2 separate regions of the Xenopus laevis genome follow, and region 1 is linked to region 2. Evidence: chromatin contacts called from public Hi-C data. All regions are on one chromosome and are shown on one strand. Each heading gives the region's core, a stretch centred on a gene start, on an enhancer-like site or on the middle of the called end of the contact. The rest is flanking DNA. Distances are from core to core; before and after follow the strand shown.

What was found. A called contact is a pair of places that touch in the nucleus more often than the background predicts.
Region 1: a Hi-C map of the XL177 cell line shows a contact between it and region 2, with 1.9 times the contacts expected there. The contact joins two enhancer-like sites. A contact is called at or near these places in 2 of 4 Hi-C or Micro-C datasets (the XL177 cell line and animal cap).

What each region holds. Positions count from the first base shown.
Region 1 is chr9_10L:47,783,493-47,787,740 of Xenopus_laevis_v10.1, forward strand. LOC108701127 reads right to left here. Exons shown (of 18, transcript XM_018235351.2): 18 at 2,788-2,938. The coding sequence ends at 2,811. Among protein-coding and RNA genes, the nearest start is that of LOC108701127, 23 kb to the right of the region's middle. Within about 2 kb of position 2,364, at least 1 of the 7 cell types and tissues checked has an H3K27ac peak or open chromatin away from gene starts, as enhancers often do.
Region 2 is chr9_10L:47,653,200-47,657,673 of Xenopus_laevis_v10.1, forward strand. No RefSeq gene overlaps it. Among protein-coding and RNA genes, the nearest start is that of exoc7.L, 18 kb to the left of the region's middle. Within about 2 kb of position 2,937, at least 3 of the 7 cell types and tissues checked have an H3K27ac peak or open chromatin away from gene starts, as enhancers often do.

The sequences.
Region 1 (4,248 bases), core at 1,114-3,613, 130 kb after region 2:
AATGGGGCTCATTTATCAACACTGGGCAAATTTGCCCTCGGGCAGTTACCTATAGCAACCAATCAGCGATTAGCTTTTAAAAGCCAGCTGCAAGTAGAACAATGAATGCAGCAATCTGATTGGTTGCCATGGGTTACTGCCCATGGGCAAATGTGCCCAGTGTTGATAAATGACCCCCAATGTGTCTGTTACATTTTACCTGGGTGAAGTGTTGGGAATTTCCTGGTATGTGTCAGTGCATGGTCATTTCCAGCAGTATTTACAGTGCAGCCGCCACACCTCTCACACTCAGTTAAACTTTGGTTTATGGCAAGTCAGATATTGACACATCAAAGGCTCCCTCTGGTCATGGTGTTCCAGTTTATCATGTTTATATGTACAGTCAGAGAACTGGGGTGGGGGGGGATACCAATCTCTGATGGGCAGGAGTAGATATTTAGGGTAGGACTTCACGGACGATTTCCGTGCGATCCGACGCGCTGCACAAAAAACGCAGGCGTCACGTCGGATGCAACATAAATAAGGTAAATAATGGAAATGTCGGATGAAGTCACAGCGTTGATCCGACGCGACACGACACTCGGATGCAGACGCAGCGTGCATTCACTTACCTTATTTCCGTCGCATCTAATTTGACGCCTGCGTTTTTGCGCATCGTGTCAGATCGCACGGAAATCGTCCCTTATTACTTGTTCTCGAATGTCCAACCCGCAGCTCTTTTGCTGTTGTTCTTAAACTGCAACTAAGCCTTCTATGACAGTCCTATAGGCTGCCCCCTCATTATATTAAGAGGGAATGTAAAGGAGTTATTTTGCAGCCCATACATGTATCTCTATAACGACAGCCCTACACAGAGGGGTAAATTTACTAAAGGGCGAAGTGACTAACGCTGGAGAAAATTTGTGACATCATTTTGGGACATCGCCGATTTACTAACAGGCGCTGGTGTAAATTCGCTAGCGAAGGAGATAGACTGTAGCACTACTTCGCACACTAATGGCAAATTGCGAATGGACGTAACTACGCAAATTCACTAATATGCAGATTTTACTGAACGTTACCTCTTGCGCCAGACTTGCCTTCGCCACCTCAGACCAGGCGAAGTGCAATAGAGTAGATAGCAGTTCCTCAAAAAATTTTGGGAAATTTTTCCCAAAAAAACGCTTGCGACTTTTCAGTTTTTCAGGGTTAGGCTGCAAAAGATTATACATTTTTTCAGGGTACCCAGCTTCCCCCCTACATTTCCTTCATATGGCACATGAACTATACACTGGGCTCATGTGTAGGGCAATATAACAACTCTATTTTATTTTATTAAGGTTTCCCAGGCTTGTGTGGTGTAATGTATTGGCTGCAACATATACGTCCATTGAAATTTAATTTCCCGCCGTATGCAAATTAGCCAACACTAGCGCAACTTCGCTTTGCTTGCCGAATTAACGATAGTGAAACTTCGCCATCTTTCGGCGCTCTGGACGCAACTTCGCATTTTAGTGAATTAGCTTTGTCCTGACGAATTTTCGTCTGGTGAAGTGTTGCGAAGTGAGCGAGGCTATCGCTGGCGAATTTTCGCTAGTTAGTGAATATGCCCCAAAGCCTAAAGCTTTTAAATCTATAACCCCCCCCCCTCCGAACCACTTTGAGGGAATAATAGGGACTTGGGCACTCATAAATCGGGACACAGAGCCAGGGTCGGACAGGGGGGGGTCAGAGCCCACCGGGGCTGCCACATCAGGGCCCCCCTCCCCAGTCGCAAGGCCCCCTCTGTCCCTCTCAGCCCCCCACACCAGCACGTACCTGCTTTGCAGAACAGTAACACCAAAAAATGAAAGTGTTTTAAAGGAATGACAATATAATGTAGTGTTGCCTGCACTGGTAAAAAGCAGTGTGTTTGCTTCAGAAACACAACTATTGTTTATATAAACCAGCTGCTGTGTAGCAATGGGGGCAGCCATTTAAGCACAGGATACACAGTAGATAACAGATAGGGTCTGAAGGATCCCACAGACCTGTTATTAGTTGTGTATCCTGTGCTTGAATGGCTGCCCCCATGGGCACAGCAGCTTGTTTATATAAACGAAATATATTGTAGAGTTTCTGAAGCATCACACCAGTTTTACCAGTGCAGCACGACAGTAAATGACATTTTCATTACTTTCATTTTTTGGTGTTACTTTCATTTACTCCGCTTCAGATGCACTCCCAAATTGACCTCACCTCTACGCCTCTCCCTTTGTTTTGTTTTTAATTCCAGCCCCTTCACCTATTCTGCACTTTCATTTCCCCGAATCCACCCCTCCCTACACACAAGCACATGGTTCCACCCCTCCCTACACACAAGCACATGGTGCTCACAATTCTATTTCACTTTTCACCTCCTTTCTAAGAAAGAGGAAGTTGAAGTGGGGGGTTTTTTCACAGGCCTGATATGCAGAATGGGGAGAAAGATGCGCTGCTGCTACTAATCCTGGGCTGGTTACCTACCCCCACTTATCTAGTGTGGAGTTTTATTTCAGCATATAGTGTAATCCCCTTCCCTGTCAGAGCACACCCAAGCCCTTTGCAGCTTATGATCCATTACCTGCTGTTATAGAAGCACATTTATAATGAGGAGAATTGCAAAACAGAAATCTGTGTAGGACGTCACAGAAATATTATCATTGAGTTCTGAGTCACTAATTCTGTAAGGCCCAACTAGTCATAGGGGTTTCCCACCACTATATACTAATCTGCCAGGGCCACCCCTAATGTCAAGGCATCCCCAGCAGGAAGCATTACAAGTGGGAGTCAGTTCCCACAGGAGTTTTATTTCACATAACAGGCTCATCCGCACACTGGGGTTCAATGGCTGTATCCAGTCTGATCTCGAAGGACTCCTGGCTCTGGACAGGCCACTGCTGGGCAGATCCTTGGCGCTCCAGAGAGATTTGAGCTAGTGCTACAGGATAGAGAGAATGAAGGTTTGGGGTTGGAACAGTTAAAAATGGCAGGTGGTTCACCTTTAAGTTAACTTATAGCATGTTAAAGAATGACTAATTCTAATCAACTTTTCAACTGACCTTCATGTTTTCATTTTCATAGTTTTTAATTATTTGCTTCCTCTTCTGACTCTTAAGTTTTTAAATGAGGGGTCACCTCATCTAATAAACAAATGCTCTGTAGGGCTACAAATGTATTGTTATTGTTACTTTTTTATTACTCCCCTCAGTGTCGGACTGGGACACTAAGGGCCCACCAAAAAACCTTAGACCAGGGCCTCACCCTCAGTACAATTTTCTTCCTCTCCTCGCTCAACCTCTATTCTCCTAGTCTCTTTTCTTTACATACTATAATCAATTATTCCATCTATTTAACCTCTTTTTTCTCATAGAAATAGGGAATGGCCATAGGGTTGCCACCTGTCCGGTTTTGACCCGGACAGCCCGTTATTTTGAGGGGCTGCCCGGGTCTATACTTCCTGCCCGGTTTTCCAAATAAGGAACTGACACGGCGATCGGCCAATCGCTGATCGCCGCGTCATAGCCCCGCCTGCTGACATCGCGGGTCCGCCCATTGATGGCATAGCCCCACCCACTGATGTCACGGGTCCGCCCTCTGGCGTAACAGACACGCCAACTAACGTCACAGAACCCCCCCCAGTCCGACATTGACTCCCCTTTCTTTTCAGGCCCTTTTCTAATCATATTCCTGTCTCTTTTTCAAATCAATGCATGGTTGTTAAGGTAAGTCGGACCCTAGCAACCAGACTGCTGAAAATGCAAACTGGAGAGCTGCTGAATAAAAAGCGAAATAACTCAAAAAACTCAAATAATAAATAATGAAAACCAGTTGCAACTTGTTTCAGAATATCACTCTCTACATCATACTAAAAGCTAATTCAAAGATGAACAGCCACTTTAAAGGGGTGATTTACCTTTAAGTTAACTTTTAGCATGTTATAGAATGGCCAATTCTAAGCAACTTTTCATTTCACCTTCATGTTTTCATTTTTATAGTTTTTAACTATTTGCTTCCTCTTCTGACTCTTCCCAACTTTCAAATGGGGGTCGCTGACCCCCATTTAATAAACAAATGCTCTGTAAGTCTACAAATGTATTGTTATTGTCACTTTTTATTACTCCCCTTTCTATTCAAGCGTCTCCTATTCATATTCCAGTATCTTATACAAATCAATGCATGGTTGTTAAGGTAATTTGGACCCTAGCAACCAGATTGCTGAAATTACAAACTGGAGAGCTGCTGAATAAA
Region 2 (4,474 bases), core at 1,687-4,186:
CATGCGTGGCAGCAGCATCCATAATTGGCCCATGATTCATGTATCTGAGATATCCAAATTTTAGCTTTGGGAAATAAACTGAAGGGACTGACAATATTGGGGCTGGGGAAGGGATAATGTTGTTTGCAGAAGGTCAGGACACTGGCTTTCTCACCCTCTCGCCTCCACTGCTGAGACCAAAGGAAATAATGGCTGTATTATTCTAAGGAGCGGACTGCTGCTCACGAGGTCAGCTCGCTGTTGCAATCAGCCTCCCCTCATAGTGAAGCTTAGGGGGCTTTAACATCATCCCACAGTATCCTTAGTACATTATGGTGGAAAATGCACACTATTAACACTTGGCCAAAATATAGCCTTTTCTACACTAGTTATAGACTTCCAAACCTATCTCTCAAGTACCTTAGAGAGGAAGTGTAACGTCTAAATTCATATATGGAATAGTTTATTCTTCAGAAGGAAGCCTAATTTATCTGTGTTTATTTAATTTATTTGAGTTGGAGATGACATACTGGTTGTTCTGCAATACTATGGGCCAGATTCAATTCAGGGAGAAAAAGTTATCTCATGGATTATCACATGAAAAGTCATGGACACGATTCAATTCGAGGAGAAAAAACTTCTCCAAATCAATTTCATTTTTTCCACCATAGACTTCAATAGTTTTCATGTAATAAACCTTGGAGTTAAAAGAAAAAGGATCTATCTACTGGTATCTATAGAATGCTTAAAGATAAGGATCTGACTTGGCTCAGTCTAATACGGATTGTTAGTTGAAAGAAAAAGATATCCCCTCTTAATCAATTATTTAAATTAACTGCAAATAAATGTAAATCTTATTTTCTATTACTATAAAGTGCTAGTGCAATCAATTAATTGAATTTTATTAACTGGATTTTTTAAAACACAAATATTTTTTTAAACCACTTCTTATTTAATAAAGTGACACAGTGTTCTACTAAAGTGACTAAAGTGCTAATTGATAAATAAACTGAAATTAATTAATTATAAACTTGTAAATCATTTAATTTATTCTCAACAACCTAAGTAGATTTAATTTATGCTTGGTTAAATTAATTTATAAAGTGATTGTGTGCCAAAATTAGTAATTCATCCATTAGAATTAATGTAATTGCTCAGATTTTATAGGTGAGTTGGAAAGTGAAATAAATAGAAGGTGGAGAAGTCCCGTAGTCTTATTTTTTGCTATCTTCAGGACCCCACAAAGTTGGAGAAGTCAGGGCTTCTGGGACTGTGGTCTCAATTTTTTACCTTCCCTAACTTGTGCAAGAGGCCCGAAGATAGCAAAAATTAAGACAGTTACTACGGGACTTCTCCACCTTCTATTTATTTCCCTTTCCTACTCGCCTATGAAATCTGAGCAATTACATTAATTCTAATGGATGAATTACTAATTTTGGCACACAATCACTTCATAAATTAATTTAATCAAGCATAAATTAAATCTGTTTAGGTTGTTGAGAATAAATTACATGATTTACAAGTTTATAATTAATTTCCATTTATTTATCAATAAGCACTTTAGTCACTTTAATAGAACACTGTGTCACTTTATTACATAAGAGTTAGGGTTCAATAGGCAGATGATTTGAAGGCTACTATGTAATATTGTTGTAAAACTAATATAATAAGATTAGTGCATAAGGAGTGCATCTGCACAGATCGATTGGTACCATTGCTATCTCTGATTTGTACCTTGCCCTTTATTTTGTCTATTGGCAGTTTGTTTATTGAGTGAGTTTCAGGTGCTGAGTTTGACTTCCCCAAGCCACGCTCAGAAGTGTCAGGTGAGTTGTACCTTGTCACTTTAATGTGATTAGCACCTTGCTGTGACATGAAACTCCACTCACAAAGCCATTACTTATGTACACAAGGTGTGATCTCCTAGTGGGGGAGTGTCAGTTCCCTGTATGGGGTATGTCACCTACTGAAAGATCTGGTGTAATCCCTCTCATTAGTAACACCATGGTATCCAGGTAAATCTGCATTTATGTCTTTCCAATGATGGCTTCTTCCTGATGCAAAAATATCCTCAAGTGACAGTTACAAAGATGTAAACCAGGGAGTTGAACTTTTTTCTCACGGAACCACGTTAAGGGGCCAATTTATAAAAGGTAATAGAACGTTAGTACTTTTTAGCACATATTTCTCATATAGTGACATAATCCACAATTTTTTTTCATTATCAAGTGTAAAAACCATTATATCGATGAATACAAAAGTACGGCAAGTAAAAGCCGTCATGCTCATGTAGAAGTCATTGAAAGATTCCCTATCTTTTCGTGCAAAGATCTGCCTTTTCGTTCTTGGCTTTAGAGGTTTTCGGAGATCAAAATGTTCATTGTCGTACACACTTTTTTTTTTTAGTCATTCACAAAATAATTTGTGGTTTTTGGATTTTTTCCCCCTGCTATTTTCATTCGTACTTTTTGTATTCGGATCTTTTAATAACTTTACTGGCATTCGTGGTTTTAGAGGAATATAGTTTAATCATGGTTTCCAAAAGCACTAAAATTCGACCTATGATAAATAGGCTTCCACATCTGGAGGTTCAGTTTGGCGGTCCAAGAATTGGATTAATCTCAAATATGCAGCGCATTTCAATGAGGAACTATACTCTACTGAATATGCAAGTTGATGTGCAATTTACTAGTGTAAATCTCTAAATCCCTCTACCCTCCTCTGCCCTACTGATCTAATCCTATCCCTGGGCCTGCAGCTCTGCCCTTTATGCCACAGGAATAATATTAATACTAGGTTGGCTAATGGGAAGGAAGAGAATGAGCTGTGTGTCTGTTATCTGTCACTCACTTGTGCCTTTAAATACAGGCTATGACAATGCTATGTCAGGCACAAGGAAGAGGCTTTGTGTGTAGGAATGTGAGTATGTGAGGGATATGGGAAATGTGCACAATGGCAGAGCACAAAAGCAGACGAATGCACTCTGTTATAGATTCCAGCCACACCATGGCAAGAGGATCATCACAATGGGCCCCTGGGCCAGGAAAATGCTGTTGCTTGAAGTACAAATTATATATTATTAGACTGAGTAATACATTCTTAGATGTCCAGCGACACTTCCTCTGCTCTTTTAAACTGTGAGAGCAGTACCTAATAGATAAGCTGTTGTGGGTCTATAATAGAGTTGGAACATATTTGCCTTACACACCAACACTGTGGTATCTTCCAAGATACAGTATCTATGAATTCAGATATGTAATATTCATTTATTGGGCAAAAATGTAAAAGGGACACCTAAAGGCCCCATACACAAGCAGATATAAGATGCCGACAGATTAAGTTGGCAGTTTATTGGGCCAGAAAGTCGATAGGGCTGGTTTAAAAATCCTGTAGATCGAGGACAGCTTTGTTTGTTGATGCAGTCTGACTGCCCGTATTCTCCTCATTGTAATCTGAATGTTTGGCCCTAGTTCCCTCAAGGTGGGCATATCGGGTAGAGATCCACTTGTTTGGTGACCTCGCCAAACAAGTGGATCTAGTATGTATGGCCAGCTTTAATTGTAGCCATATTAGATGGAATTTTACCTTAGGAAACATTATTGCATACACACATATAGGTGATGATAATGTTTAGAGGTGGCTATACGTACTTCAATCTTAGAACCCATAATCCAGACCGACTGGGCATTTTATTGGACTGTGTATGGGACTAAAGTGATGGTGTGTCCTGCTGATATCTAAATGCGAATCTGCCAGACATCTATCAAACAGTTATAAAGATCTCATCAGAACAAGGCCCATTCATGTATTATTGGCCCCATTGGGGAGCAAAGATTTGGATAAGCTTCATTTGGCCCAGCAAGTGGGTTACCACTTACCAAATTGCCTTGGTTGTATGGACAAATTGGAAATATGTGTGACCGACCAGTCAGCAGAGGAAACAGGAGGAATATGGTGTCCAGCTTGCCTGCATACCACTTAACATGTATGTATGTTATCAGTTCTACTTATGTATCATCTGTTTAATTCCAGGGTTAAGATATGTAATTGTCGAACTATCAGTGATTGACGCATGCTACAAGAGGAAGATCAGAGAGTACCAGTGACCTCAGCATGTGGCATACGAAACATAGAGCGTCACTGACACCAGCGCATATTAAAGAAGCCCTGAATCAGACACAGCAGGTCTACATCAAACTCATTATCAATACAAAGTGTCATGTAAGCAGGCAGTTAACAGGAATCCCTTTCTCTCCTCCTGGCTGGAAGAAGCCTTGGCTCTTGTTTGGCTTGGGAGGGGGTGTGCTAGAAAACTGTTTACCTGTTTAACAATGTCACTAAGAGCCGTGTACTCAGATAATGCTGGAATTATGCGAGTTTCATTTCAGTACGATCTGCTAATCACCTCATTGTCCCCTTTCACACTTTGTTCTTAACCCCTGTTCAATGACCAGGAGTCGCAAATCTATTACAAGTACAGTGTACAGGGAGGGAA